Linked DNA regions of Mus musculus: regions 2 and 3 are each linked to region 1. A link is a contact called in public promoter capture Hi-C data. All regions are on one chromosome and are shown on one strand. The core of a region is the stretch at or near the end of the contact, and the rest is flanking DNA. Distances in the headings are between cores, read along the strand shown.

The links. Promoter capture Hi-C pulls out the DNA fragments that hold promoters and counts their contacts.
Region 2: a promoter capture Hi-C map of liver shows a contact between it and region 1, with 4 times the contacts expected there. The contact joins the promoter of Pacs2 here to the promoter of Dync1h1 in region 1. A contact is called at or near these places in 2 of 39 promoter capture datasets (both in liver).
Region 3: a promoter capture Hi-C map of pre-B cells shows a contact between it and region 1, with 5 times the contacts expected there. The contact joins the promoter of Adssl1 here to the promoter of Dync1h1 in region 1. A contact is called at or near these places in 2 of 39 promoter capture datasets (liver and pre-B cells) and 1 of 484 Hi-C or Micro-C datasets (B cells).

What each region holds. Positions count from the first base shown.
Region 1 is chr12:110,599,333-110,604,226 of GRCm38.p6, forward strand. Dync1h1 (dynein cytoplasmic 1 heavy chain 1) reads left to right here and starts at 2,063. Exons shown (of 77, transcript NM_030238.2): 1 at 2,063-2,522. The coding sequence starts at 2,273. It overlaps Gm35558 (a long non-coding RNA gene), which reads right to left. Exons shown (of 2, transcript XR_381950.4): 1 at 1,421-4,894; 2 at 1-1,032.
Region 2 is chr12:113,012,194-113,017,087 of GRCm38.p6, forward strand. Pacs2 (phosphofurin acidic cluster sorting protein 2) reads left to right here and starts at 2,315. Exons shown (of 24, transcript NM_001081170.1): 1 at 2,315-2,489. The coding sequence starts at 2,371.
Region 3 is chr12:112,617,444-112,622,337 of GRCm38.p6, forward strand. It overlaps Adssl1 (adenylosuccinate synthetase like 1), which reads left to right and starts at 2,604. Exons shown (of 13, transcript NM_007421.2): 1 at 2,604-2,867. The coding sequence starts at 2,676.

The DNA of each region.
Region 1 (4,894 bases), core at 813-3,312:
GGAGGTGCTGGTTTGACAGTGGTCCCACTGAGAGATTGTGTGCTCTCTAGGGCTTGAGAGAGGGGGCAGAATACAGAGAATGAGCCTGACACGGTATCTCAACAGCACGTCATATGGTATTTTAAAGAGATGTTGGGAATGCGCAAGACCTCTACACAGTGTATCACAAATTTATGACAAAGTTGTATGTACTCTAGCCGCCACCAGCATCCCTCATCAGGAAAGAAATGCTCTTCCCAGCTCCTCTCAACACTTGAAAGCAGATGCTTTCACAGACAGGAGACTAGAAAGGCCGGGTCCCCACCCAAGATTGGCTGCGTCCTATGCCACGAAGCAGAAGGGCATCTTCAGCCAAGCTCAGCTTCCTCGTTAGCCCTGTCTCAGCCTGGCCAGCCTCTAGGATGGTGCCCTTAGAAATCTCAGCAGCCTGTGTGCAGCAGGTCTGTTCTTACTATATTAAAAAACAAAAACAGAATGTTTATTGAAAAAGCACACAGGTTTGATCCACTTGTAAATCCTTGTAAACAAATCATTTCTGTCTTCTTTGGAATGATAATAATCCAAAGTCTGAGCCTGCTATCTGTCCCCTGGCGTGGAGCCAGGTTGCAGATGAGTGAGTCCTCGGATAACTGAATGACTGCATTTCCCAGGTGCTGACTCACAGTGCAGCCAGTGTGCAATCAGCCCCACACCCACTAAGTCCCTGCAGGTTTCAGAATCTCCGGTCTTTTGTCCTTGTTCCTATCTCTGCAGGATAGGCAGAGGGAAACACTAACACAGCACCTAGTGTCAGGTGGACATTCAGTATTGATCACTGCCAGTACGCCAGCAATTCCACAGTAGCAATTCACCACAGTAGCTTTGGGTCTGTCCTCTCACCTCTGCAAGATTATTTATGACACATTACACCAGGGTGGGCTGATGGAGGGAGAATGGGGATATTTATCTGTTTTCTCTCTCTCTGTCTCTCTGTCTCTCTCTCTGTCTGGCTTCTAGAAGAATCTTCGGGCCTCCATCAGCAGCCTCTGGGACCTGGCACAGGACAATTGTGCAAGGAATAAGCATATTGTAGGGCTTCCCGTATTCCAAAGATGATTTGGGAGAATCAAGTCATACCACCATCATCCCACCAATCAGGACTCAGCTTTCTAACTCGGCATTATTATATTTTTAAAGATCATTTTGGCTTAGTTCCCTCTACCCAATTGAACAGGCAAGTTATGACCTGAACTTTCAAAGGCCAGTTACTAACCCTAAGAAAGTAAGCAAAGAGATTCTGCCCTTCTTGTCCTCCGTGTATGGGAGGAGGGGTGATGGGTCAGATGCAGGGAAACTTAGGAGCAATCTGAGCCCCTGCCTCCTGCCGATCCAGATTCCCGAACCCACAGAGCGGTGGGTGCTGCAGGTATGGGGAGCTTACCGTTGTCAGTGGATTCACTCATGCGTCCTTCTCTTACATCACCCTCGCTTGGTAAATGACACTGTGTTCAGAAGCCAGGTCCCATCGTAGCTTGATGTTCCTACTATCCAGGTTTCTTTTAGCCTACCGTTAGACTGCACTGCAGTTGCTGCTCCACCCATACCTAACCTTCCCTTCCTCAGACGCCAGTTCCTCAGCTAAAATCATCTCCCTTCCACTCTCTCCCTATCCAGTTTAGCGAAGTCATTGTGGGCATGCCCCTCATCTCCTCTGAAAAAACGTCCTCATCTTCCCAATGTGTATCTAATAACGACTGGGCAGTTGGGACTCCAGACTCCATTCATTCAACGGGAGAACTCAGGTTATTAATAGCAATGTCGGGCAGAGGATGAACTCTCACTAAATGTCAATTCTCGTCAATGCATCCTTAAAACACTATTTATGAAGCCTGAGGGGCTGGCTCTGTGATATTCTCTGCCACCTGGCAATGAAGACAGACGCGGTTCCTGGACCACTTTTGCGCAGAGTAATGGGTCCCGCCCTGCCCTCCGACTACAAGTCCCAAAAGGCCACGCGGCGCCGCACATAGCCCCGCCTCCAGTCGCATGCGTAACGTCGCGACGCCGACCGCGAGCGGGCGCCGGTGGCTGCAGCCAGCGGGCGGGGCGGGGCCGGCGGGAGCGGCGGCCTTTAGGGCGGAGCCGGCTCCGCTGTCCGCAGTCGGCCGCGGGTTAGCGGGCAGAGCGTCTCCTGTCGCCGGTTCCCCTCGCTCACTGCTCTCTCGTGCCGGAGGCCGCTCCTCTCGGCTCTCGCTCTCTCTCTTTCTATCTCTCTCCCTTCCGTGGATCCGCCATGTCGGAGCCGGGCGGCGGCGAGGACGGCTCGGCCGGCCTGGAGGTGTCGGCGGTGCAGAATGTGGCGGACGTGGCGGTGCTGCAGAAGCACCTGCGTAAGCTGGTGCCGCTGCTGCTGGAGGACGGCGGCGACGCGCCGGCTGCGCTGGAGGCGGCGCTGGAGGAGAAGAGCGCCCTGGAGCAGATGCGCAAGTTCCTGTCAGACCCGCAGGTCCACACGGTCCTGGTGGAGCGCTCCACCCTCAAAGGTGCGCGGCGCCCCCTCCCCGGTCGCGTGGAGCAGCTAGGGTGCCCGGACCGCCAGCGCCCGCACAGTGGGGTCGCTTTGTCTCCGCGGCTTCTCAAGATGGCCGAGTTGGGTGGAGACAGCGTCTCCCGGTCCCGGCTGGGCACAGGGCCGCATCCCTGCCTCCAGAGTCACATGAGCTTTTTTGGTTTCGATTCGTATCCAAGCTTAGCTCGCTTTGGGAAGAGTGTGTCTAGGACAGCCTAGGTGCTGGCCCTTGGGTGGGCTCGGGGACCGGTGGGTTGGCGGGAGCCGGAGTGGGCAGGCCCTGGTCACCCAGCATCTCTGCTGTCTGCGGCTGCCTACGCGTAGGCCTCCATTGGCCTCGCAGCATCATTGTTGAGTGGGTGTATCTCCCAGTTTTACAAACCAGGAAACTGAGTCCCGTGGCTGGTCCAAGGTCACCAGCTAAAATACAGGACCTTGAGATTAGACTCAGCATATCAGTTTCCAGTCCAAATTGCTTGTTTTGCTGATCATGGCTTGAAATTGTTGCTTAGATGACCCTAATGACAGCTCTGTGACATTTAAGTCTGATTTCAAAGACTTAAGAACTGTTGCTTACCTAGTTGGGGAAGGAGGCAAAGAAGCTGACATGTTCCCGTTGTGTCCTCCAGCAGAGACTCTCACAACATCCCTAGATTGATCTGGAATAGGGGGCTTGCTTGCAGGACTCCTTCCTTCTTGAGGCTTTAAAACCACTTTGTAGCATCTGGGGAACTTGTATGACATGCTGGCGAATGGGTGTGGCATTTCCCTAGGAACCCAGATGTGCTGTTTAAAAGTAAAATAGCCCTTAGGGATTGAAGATGGACTGAGAATATTTGCTAGCAAGTTCCCTAGAGTTCCAAAGGCTGTGTGGTTCCGTTAGAAAACCAGAGTGGCTGTCCTTTCGATAGTTTGTATCGCTTTAAGGCTATTCTTAATTACAAAATGTTCACACAGCCTTGGTTTGGGCCTGCAGTTAGAAGATAGCAGAATATTTTTCTTCAATCTACACACAATGTCTAAAGCATTAGGATGCTATTAGTGCCTGGCTAGTGTTAGTGTGACTGAAGATGGTTTCCTTTACATTGGAGTTTGTATTTATTCCTGCGTGGAAATCTATTTTTGTCCAAAAGACCATGTAACTGTAGAAAATTTGAAACATATCTGAAATGAAAGTCATCTGGAACCCTGCCCCAGCAGGGCCCTGTGAGCCCTTTGATCCCTACTTGCTCTTTTGCGGGGTATGTGAAAATACATTTTATTAAAATACATTTTTAACCTATGTTTTTAACGATTTTGAGTAGTTTGGCCCTAGCTAATTCTTTTATATTCTTTGTTGCACAGTTTGTGTATTGAAATTAGTGATTTCAATATAAAAACACAAAAACCATGAGTCATGATTTCTCTTTACGAAAAAAAATCCCCAAGTTTTTCTCTTTGCTCTGTCATTAGTAATTTGTTCTCCTCATATCTGTCCGTCTTGTATCAAGGGTGGAATGGAACAAGTGTCTATTCAGCAAGGGATGATCCAGCATCCCAGCAAGGTTCCATAATGACTTGCACTTTTGAAAGTTGACTAAGGAATTTGACTGTCTGAGACTGAAATAACTCTTCTGTGTTTATAAAAATCCTGTTTGCATTCCTAGTGATTTAGCATATCATTAATTTCTTGTTCACTTACAGAAGCAAAGGGAAAGATTTTTTTTTATTGATTATTTTATTTATTTACATTTCTTCCCAGTCTCCCCACAGCAACCCCCCCCCCCATCTCATCCTTTTAAATCCAAGTTGATGCCTTAAGGTCTCCTCTGAGTTAGCTTGTGTGTCTTCTGTGCTGGAGATTGAGTCCCGGATGTTGCACATGCACGCCCTTTTGTTGTTGTTGGTTGTTTGCTTGTTTGAGAAGTCTCTCAGTGTAGCTAATGATGGCCTGAAGTGTTGTAGACCAGGCTGACCTCAACTCACAGTTTATCTAATAATCTCTTTCTCCTGGGGGTTTCTAAGCACACAGTCTAACGCTGAACTTTGCACTAGGCCCATACAGTCTCTGGGTCCTTGGCAGGAGGGCTTTGTTTAGGTAGTTCTTAGGAGTTCGAATTGGCTTCTGACAATATACAGGCAATAGTAGATTGCAGTGAGAGGGGAATAAACACCACCAACTGTGATTAGTATATACCGATTTCCTGAACTGAGAAATTCGTTGTTAATCTTAGCCATCCCTCCCTTTTCTCTCTTTTTGTTAAAAAACAAATTCTAGGGTAGCCTAAGGTGAACTCAAACTTGTATGTAGCCAGGGATGGCCTTGAACTTCTGATCTTCCTGCCTCTGCCTCCCAAGTGCTAAGGG
Region 2 (4,894 bases), core at 1,065-3,564, 2.4 Mb after region 1:
GATGAGTAGTTTCCAAGGAATGCATGGTCTGGAACATCAGCCAGGAAGCTCAGATTCCCAGTGTGCAGGCTGAGGGGAACCCAGTCAAAATCTGTGGGTCTGTTAGGAAGCTGGCTAAAACCTCTACTTCCTGCCAATGCCCGAGGCCTTTTCTGGAACCCCAAATTTAATTCCTCCCAACAAACAAGTGTCCTGCTGCTGAACAGACAGCTTGTTTTCAGGTCTTAACCATGGTTTATGTGTGCTGACTTGGGACTACAGGGCTCCGGAGGTCTCCCTCCTTGGGCCCTCTCCCCGGTCACCCCGGTTGCCCACCGAGGCTCATCCTGAACTAAGTTCCCATTTTAAAGGAAACATGGTAGGGGAATGCTACAAATGTAGAAGGGTAGGAGTCACATCACACCTAGTTCACAGGAAGACACATTTCCTGGCTTTTAAGGAAGTTGTCTTAGGACCTACAGTTTACAAAAAGAGAATGGAGACAGCCATTATTTTCAAATACAGAGGCCAAAGATCCAAATAACAGGTGAAACAGATTCAAACTGCTATCTAGTCACTTGGAAAACACTGGTCACCACTAACCCGTCCCCATGACCTACCTTAACAGCCCCCCCCTTCCCTTAGAAAGTGCAGACAGCATGTGTCTCACTTTCCTTCCATCTAAAGTGAGGCTGGGCAGATATATGTCATATTCATTGAGAACCTACAATGGTGTCCAGTACAAGATGGCACAGCTCAACCAAGGCCACTGGTGCCATGCCCCGGTATGCACAGCTTGGTCACTCTTATTTCCTCCCTTGACCCTGGCTGCAATGCCTGCCTGGCGCACACAGACACAACTCATCAGACAGCCCATTCTTCTGCCTGCAAATGCACCCTTGGTCTGTCCCCAGCGCTGTCTGCCAATTGCTGAGGTCAGTGGATGCTTGTCTTTTGCTTCCAATCAAAGGCAGCCTGTCCACCAAGGCTGATGAAGCTCGGTGAACACAGCCTCTGGTTTCCTAGGTACAAGCCTTACTACTGGCCCCAATAGGGCTGCAATGTCAGACAATATTCATTTCAGCTGGCCACAGACTGACAGACCCTCTGGACTTTGTTTTACCACCCCAGCGAGTGAGGAACATGAGGAAAACACAGGTCCCCTTGTTCTCTTCAAAGCAGACTCTGGCTTTAAGCAGCTGCAGCTGTTTGCAGCTCCCATCCTGGAGTTACAGCAGGAGGCTGCCTCTGGCAGAGGAGCTCCAAATGTAGATGGCAAGGGGTTGGGGTGTCATAGCAGAGGAGGGACCACCCCCACAATGCCTTCCTGGGAAGAAAGGCAGAAAACAGGACTATTGGGTAAACCTGAAGGGCAAGGAGGGACAGCCAGGTCAGATTGATTTGAGTTAGAATTGTTTCAATAAGCTTACTAGAAGATAATAAGACATGGAACCTAGCGGGAGAAAGGCAATTGTGTAAAGCCGTGGATACAAAGAAACAAGACATGCCAGAAAAGCTTTTCCCTAAATTTGTTGACTTTGACCAAAGACAGCCAAAAAGAGGGGGAGGGACATCTGCCACTGAGAGCTTCTTCCTGAGGCCCAGAGCCTAGCCGGCCTTCTCCAGGCCATGCCTGGAATCCCCTGCCTACTGGGCCCTGCAGTCTGATCGGCCACCCGCCCCTCCTATTGGCCCAAGTTCACTGCGAGCAAGGGAGAATGCACCCTGTACCAAATATTTGAGATGCTCTTGAGAAAAACTTAAAAATAAATAAATAAAGCACTGCTGAATATAGGAGGAGGCTGGATGGGCGGAGGTTGCTGGATGGGGCAGCTAGGGAGGACAGATGGTGGCTGAAACTCCTCAAGGAATAAGGGTGGGTGGGGCCTACAGAGTGCGAGAGCCAGGCCTTAGGGGCCTGTGCGGGGACACGCAGGATGGCAACCGGATGAGAGTCACCGGGATACATGGTCACGTCCCTAGGCCCGCGGTCCGCCGCAGGGAGCGTGAGGGGTTCGTAGACCTGGTCACTCCCGCAGCCATCACGTCGCTCGCCTGAGTCCCTGAGAGGGGCACAGCCTGTGCGCCGCCGCGCGCGCTCGCTCCCGCGGCTGGGCGCCGGAGACGCCCTGGGGCGCGCGCCTCACTTCCGGTGGGCGGTGATTGGGTGCGCCGCGCGAGCCCTGCCCCGTCGACCAATAGGCGGCGCGGTGCGGCAGGGGGCGGGGCGCGGGCGCAGCCTGGACACCGCCCGCGGGCCTGCCGGACTCCCGCCGCCCGCCGGCGCCATGTGACCGCGCCGCCGCCCTCCGCGCGCCCGGCCCGCCCGCCCGCCGCGCTCCCGCGGCCCGGCGCAGCCCCAGGCCGCCGAGGGACGGCGGGGCCGGCGCCATGGCCGAGCGGGGCCGCCTCGGCCTGCCCGGCGCGCCCGGAGCGCTCAACACTCCGGTGCCCATGAACCTGTTTGCCACCTGGGAGGTGGACGGCTCCAGCCCCAGCTGCGTGCCCAGGTACGCCCCCGTGCTGCGCTTTGTCCGCGCGCACCTGCCTGCGGGCCGGGACCCCGCGCCCCCGAGCGCGCGCGGGTGACTGCAAGGCGAGGGCCGGGGCGGGGCAGCGGGCCTGTGGCTCGCCCGGCCGGTGCTCTGCCCGCACCTTGACACCTGCGTCCCGGGCCGGGCTGCGCAGCGGACCTCAGGCGGTGGAGCTCTCGGCTAGTGCCACAGCTCTCCTCCGGCGTGCAGCGGCACTGTCACACCCCAGAGGCCTGGGCCTGAGGCTCCCGGGACACGCCGCTGTCTCCTCTCCATCTACCCTGCGGGTGAGGTCTGCGCTCTCTTCACCTGTCGGCCTTGTGTCCGGCGTTGTGACGAGAGCTCCCGAGACCGTTGTACTCTTTGCTTGGAGCTGTTAATTTTGCCGTTGCACAAGCCTGGTCTTTCTCCCCTGGGTAGGCGACCTCCTCCTCGCCCCGTGGAAAGGGTTAGACAAAATTTACCCGCTGGGCGGACACTGTGGCCACCCATCTCTGTGTGGACTACAGCTTCCCATTCTAGTGCCCAGCTTGAAACTTTTGTGATTTCTTGACTTGGCTCCTACTCGGGAGCTTCAGCTAGTGAGAGAAAAGAGGAACTCTAGACACCAGGTTGAGGGCGCTCCAGGCTTCCCTCTGGGGAGTCAGGGAAAGTGGCCTTATCACCAAAGAGCCTTCCAGGCACAGAACTTGGACAGTGTGCCCTGGAGGGGGATCTGAGTAGAGAGATGCTAGGAAGGAGAAGGGGAACTTTCTGTGTTCTTTCAGCAGGCCTCTGAGTGTGGTGTTGGGGGTACAGAGGCCACTAGATAGTGGTTTTACCCTTCTAGAATGCACAAGGCCCTCTGGGTCTGTCTGTGGCTTTGGGAAAGGAAGGATGGATCTGAGGGGCATCTGGAGGACTGAGACCTGAGGGTCAGCTTTTGCCTCAGTGGGAGCATCTCCCAGGCCCCTAAAGCAGGGTGGGGGGAGGGAGAGATGAACTGATCTCCACACTTAATTCTGGCTCTCTACAGCATTGCCCTGAGACTTCACACTGGCCCTTGAATTCCTTTAGCAGTCTCTGAGTTCCCTTAATGAGAGCCAAGGGTCCCCATGCCCCCCACCCCATACACCAGTCAGCCTTTCTCTTTCTCCCTCCCTCTTCTGTTCCCCCTTCCTTCTTTTTCAGAAACACTGAGGCTGTTTGAACTCCTATGCTCTTGTGATCCACATCCCCAACACACACTTGAACTTCTTTTAGAGTTAGAACCGCAGATACAGGTAGCACACTCACCTAAGACTGGAGCCTAAACCTAGTAAGGAAAGGGAGAGAGGCCATTTCCTTTAAAGGTGGACGATTTTTTTTTTCTTTTGAGACAGGGTTTTGCTTTGTAGTCATGAATGGCCTTGAACTTGTTTTTGTAACCCAGGGTGGCCTTGAGCTCTCAGTCCTCCTGCCTCTGCCTCCTGTGTACAGGGATTATAGGCATGCGCACCGTGCCTGCTGTGGTCTGTGTTCTTGAAGATCCTTTTTCCACAGGAGAAGGTAGGGGTCAGGGAAGGCTGGTGGAGGACAGGCTTACACAGAGAGGAAGATGTGAAAGGGGTGAGCAGCAGCAGGTGTTGGGGTGCTCTGGGTGTTGGGCTGGACAGAGACTTTCTCTGGAGGGGTGAGGACCTTGGTCAGGTGGAGCAGATGTTCTGTGTGTTAAAGTATAGAGTGTCAGGACAGTGTTGCATGTTTTCTGACCTGTGTCCTCCTCTGCTCTGCTGCCAGAGGTGCTCACCCTCAGGACTTAGCACACACCTTCTGCACTCAGTCAGCACTCAGCACTCACCCTCAGCACTCAGTCAGCACTCACCTTCAGCACTCATCCTCAGCACTCAGTCAACACTCAGCACTCTCTCTCAGCACTCGCACTCAGCATTCAGCACTCAGTCAGACTCACCCTCAGCACTCAGCACTCACCCTCAGCACTCTCTCTCAGCACTCGCACTCAGCATTCAGCACTCAGTCAGACTCACCCTCAGCACTCAGCACTCACCCTCAGCACTCTCTCTCAGCACTCGCACTCAGCATTCAGCACTCAGCACTCACCCTCAGCACACACCCTCTGGCCACTTGCTGTGCAGTGCTGTGCTTTGGGCACTCGCTGCAGACAGGATCAGGATTGTGTTCCCTGGTTCCCTGGTTCCCTGCTGGCTTTGGTTGTCTTTCCCGAGCTACGGCTGTGCTGGTGGCTGACGCACATTGATTGCTGCATACACTCCTCAGAGTGATAACACCTGGATTTCTGCTGCGGGGTGTTGTCAGGTTTTACCTGGCTACAGCTCTGCCATGGCCACCGCAGAGAAGGTTTTCTTATGAATCTCCTGTGTGCATGCCTGTCCCTGAGGCAG
Region 3 (4,894 bases), core at 1,354-3,853, 2.0 Mb after region 1:
TTCCTTTTTCCCATTCAACAGCTTCTGTGTGGGGGACTCCATCTGAGGGTGTGTGAATGGTGCTAAGGGCGGGATAGGCCTGGTGTGAACCATTTATATCTCTGCCGTACACACCTAACCTGGGCTGCAGGCTGGGAGTAACTATAACTTTTTAAAAGACTTTCCCAAAGCTGCTACCTTATTCCCACCAGGGATACTTTTAATTTTTTTTAACTACTGGTGCGGGAGTGTGTTTGCCACCGCATTCATGTGGGGATCAGAGGACAACTTCTGAGAATTGTCCTCTCCTTCTGTGTGGACCCAGTGGAAGGGTGGCAAGTGCCTTTTACTATAAACAGTCTTGCTGGTTCCTTGGGCGATTGCTTCTGCAGCCTAGCTCTGTCAGCTCCATCTTCACACTCTGGAGTTCCCAGGTATTGAGTTGTGAACGGTCTGCACCTGGGGTGGAATGCCTACCTATCTCATCAGGCAAACCTGCAAGGTCAGCACTTCACCTGCCTGGGGAGGACGGAGAGCACTGCCTCCCCAGCCTTCCTCCCCATTGCTTTCTGGAAGTCGGCCTCGTGGCTAACAGACCTGGGAAAACCCAGCCCAGTGGCAGCTATGAAGCCCCTGGAACCTCCTTGCAAAGGCTCATGGGTGCCAGATCATGTGCATTGTCTGTGTGGCGGTGTCTCTTGATAACCCAGAGGGAACCATAGGTGGCGCTGTGCCTGCGTGCCCTCCCTCTAAGCCTATGCAAAGCTTAGCAGAAGTCACTTGTCTGAGGTCACACAGCTGCAAAGCCAGACTCCCCCCAAACTTAGCAGCTGCTACACTGCCCACCATCCCGGGCTGGGCTCACTGAGGGGGTGGGGGTGCTAATTCCGGCTGAGCCTTGTGACTGGCAGGGTCCCAGCTGTTGAGCCTGAGTGAAGCTGTTTTTAGAAAAGCCCTCCCCGTTCTATGTGGGCCCTTGGCTATTTATAGTCTCAGGCTTAGAAGCCTCAGTGCCCAGGACCCGTCTAAGCCCCCATAGTAGGTCCCTCTGAACCCTAAATACCTCTCACCAAGAACCCCTGGTTCCCCCCAGGAAAGGGAGCCAGGATTCCTTTCAGGCTTGCAGCAACACCTCCCAAGGGGACAAGGGCAAGCATTAAAGTGACCTGACCAAAGTGACATTCAACACTGGCATTCTTAAAGCATAATCTTTCTCACCTGGAGAAAAAGTTCATTGACCTGTGTAACATTCTGCCAGCCTCTCTCCTCCCTCAGTCCTCAGAAGCTGCTGTGCCCCCTACCCTTCCTCCTGTGACAACCCCCCCCATATTCTCCTGTTTACCCCTTGTCTCCGTTCCTGCATCAGCCTTCTCTGCCTGCTTTGCCTTCTGAGCACACCTTCCTGAAAGACCTTATCAGGGATTTCTGCCTGTCCCAGCCACTGCTCAGGAGATCTTGGCCTGAACCACTAACTCTAGATGCCACGTCTACTCGCTTGCCCCCTCCCCACTGTGGCACTGAGTGAGGTAGAGAAGGATATTGTAATCTGCACACAAAGACTGTAAGGCTCTTCTAAGAAGTAGTGTCCAGATCCGAGGCCCTGACTGCTTCAGCCATAGCAACTGAAGAGAGTGTCTATGTCCCTATGTGAAACAGAAGACACAGACCACCATGACCTGCACAGCCAGGGAGGGTAGCAGCAGTGTGGCTGAGGCTGACTGGGAATAGCCTCTCTTCCCCAAGCTGGGGGAGGGGGGGTGTCAGTCCCCCAGAGGGTGTGTCTAGTCTCACTGGTCTTGTGACAGTCCTGCGAACTGCCCCCAGGACAACTAGGAGCCTGACTGCTCTGTGAACCTGTCCCAGGGGTCAGTTAGCACACCCTGGAAGGACACGCACCAGTGGGGGGCTGGGGGGAGCATGCCACACAGGCCTCCCAGCCTCAGGACTTTCCCTTGTCCCTGTTTCCAGTCTGGACTGAGTGGCAGAAACCATCGACCCCGAGGTCTCTTGGAAAGTTGAATCCTCCTCTGCTCCTGTGTCCCTCAAGTTGCTCTGACCCCGAGCGGATGTGGGTACTTCATCTTACACTTGGCGCTGGGCTAGTAGCTAGCTACAGCCACCCAAGAGCTGCATATCCTGGGCCAGCAGGGGTGACTATGTGGCCTGGTGGAGAGAGATCGTCTTAGTTAAGGTGACTTTCTGGGCGGCTCTCAGGAGAACCGTTCCTGGTCCTGGACTCGAGGTTCAAGACGGGAAAACAGGTGATCCCGCAGGCAGATCCTCCAGATTAACGGCAAAGAAACATCTGTGGTTCTGCTTTTGTTAACCGCTCTCTTGCCCCGGAAAAAGCAGCCTCCTCCGCTGTTTGTGCAACCCCAAACCCTAGTCCTAGCAGGCCAGTGGGCAGGGGTAGAGTCCGGGTCGTGCAGCACTGGCACCTCTCACGTCCTAGGGTGTTCTGAGTCATCTGCTTGCCCAAGTCGTGTCGGGGCGTCTAGCACCCTAAGTGCGCGCCATCTGCAGCGACAGCGGCAGGGACAGGGAGCTGTGGCCGCAGGTCACCGAGGTGCGTCACCGCGTGCGCAGGACCCGCCCCCGGCCCGCCCCCCTCTCTAGGCGTCCGCATTTAATGGAGCGAGAGCTCTGGCGGCGGCGGGCTCTCGCTTGGCCCAGAGCAGCAGAGGAGCTAAGCCAGCATGTCCGGGACCCGAGCCTCCAACGACCGGCCCCCCGGCACAGGCGGAGTCAAGAGGGGGCGGCTGCAGCAGGAGGCGGCGGCGACAGGCTCCCGCGTGACCGTGGTGCTGGGCGCGCAGTGGGGGGACGAGGGCAAAGGCAAGGTGGTGGACCTGCTGGCCACGGACGCCGACATCGTCAGTCGCTGCCAGGTGCGGGCCAGGCGCCGAGTCCCTCCCTAACCTGCCCAGCGAGCCTCTCCCCTTCCCCGGGATCCGGACGAACCCCTTCCTCCTGTGCCCTGAGTGGGTCACAGCCTTTTGGATTCCTCCCTCCCAGGAGTACCTTCCCCACTGCCTAAGTCCTCCTTCCCACACACACCCTCTCACACAAAGCTCTTGGCCTCCCACCACCCACCCACCTCCTCCCCAGGGCAATGGCAGGAGCCCGAGCTAAAAATATAAGTCGCTGAGTTGAGGACATGGGATCCTCAGGGGTAGGGCGTTCCAGGGCGGTGATGGTGGGCCCTCCAGTGGGGAAAGCCCCAACGGGGTGGGTCGAGGTACCCTAAGATGCAGCAAAGGGTGAGAGCTGCTTTCTGAGAAGGGGGGTGTCCTCGGCGAGTCAGCCAGGCAGAGACAGGATGAAGATAGGTTTCTAACCTAGAGGAACGCAGGGTCAGGAGCCTAAAGCAGAGTTCAAAGGGGTCTGGCTGACATGGAGAAAGGAGGAGTCACAGATTTCCCGGGCAGGGTGTGACCCGGTGGCTGGTAGTGCTCAGAGAAGGCCAGAGACAGTCTTTGTGCCCTTGGCCAGCTGCAAAGTGCTCTGAGCACCCACATTTGTTCTGACTGACTCTGGACAGCGGGTGGGTACTCTCCTAGGGCTAGCTGCCTGCTCTCCTTAAGTCTCTGTGGTGTTGAGCTGCAGCTAACAGCCACACTGCCTCTGCGGTGCCATCCTCAGCACAGAGGGCTCGGTTTGAGGGAAGATACTCTGTGATACTGGGTTTGGAGCCACACTTATGGCTGCTGACCCAAATGAAGGTGGGAACACCTGCTGGAGTTCTGTCTCCCTGGTTCTGTGGCTTTCTTGCTGAGTTCCCGAGGACTCCTAGGAGGCCTCCGGAGGCATAGCTTGGTTCCCTGGGCCACATTTGCCCAGCTGGGGATGAGGATTTCTGGAAACTCTCTTAAGAATGAGGAGCTACCCTGCTCTCTCACCCTGTTCACCCCTCTCCCTTGAAGTCTCTAGGTCCTAAGGACAGACCTTGGGCCTCCTAAGCCCTACACCTTGCATGCATTGTCCAGCTATGTGTATGTAACTGGGATTTACTCCCAGCGGTCTGGAGTCCTGCTCTCCAGCGACCCAGCACCAAAGCCCCCACCCTTCCTCAGAGCCGTTTGCTCCTGTGGCGCCTACAGTCTTTCCACACAACTTGCTGGGTTTGGTCAGCACTGTCAGGGGTGAGCCTCGATGGTCCCAGGCTCCGTCTCCTTCTGCGGACACAGTTCTGGGTGAAGATGAGCTATCCCTGCTCTATGCCCAAGTCACCATGACAGATCCAGATCCCCATTTCTTGACAGGACATTCAAGGATCAGCACAGGGTCACAGTCACCCACTCAGAGGGGCTATCTCTCCCACCACCTGACCTCCCCAGCAGACCCAAACAGGTGTTCCCCTGAGGAATATGAGAATAGAGACATGTTTCTCTTCCAGTCTCTCGTGAACTAGCAAGTCAGGAGCCTCCCACAGAGCTCCTCTACAGGTTGGGAAACTGAGGCTCAGAAAAGTTGAAGAACCAAACTAACTGTTCCTTTGAGTCCCTTGAAGCCTTTATCATAAGCCAAGAGACCTGTCCTCTTTCCCCCCACTTCATGGACAAGGCAGAAGAGTCAGCCTTCCATCAAGCCCTCTGGAAATCAACTCCAGTCCTTTCCCTGAGTGCCCAGCCCCTGAGTCATTGCAAGCACTTGGTGACTACTCTGGTTTCCTGCACTTGTCCTTCCCCTTGGCGGGGACCTCTTTGCTTGCCTGTGGCCTCCCATATCTTCCCTGATCTTATGTGCCTATGGCCAGCCCTGTGTGATCAGAGGCTGGCAGGGTGGGGGGCTAGGTAAGTTGCCTCTGGCTTTGAATGGGTGCACGAACCAAATGAAGGCTCCAGAGGCCAAGCCCAAAGCCGTGCCAAAGGGCTGGCAAACACAAGAATGCAAATCAAGTGTCCCCCCTCTCCCC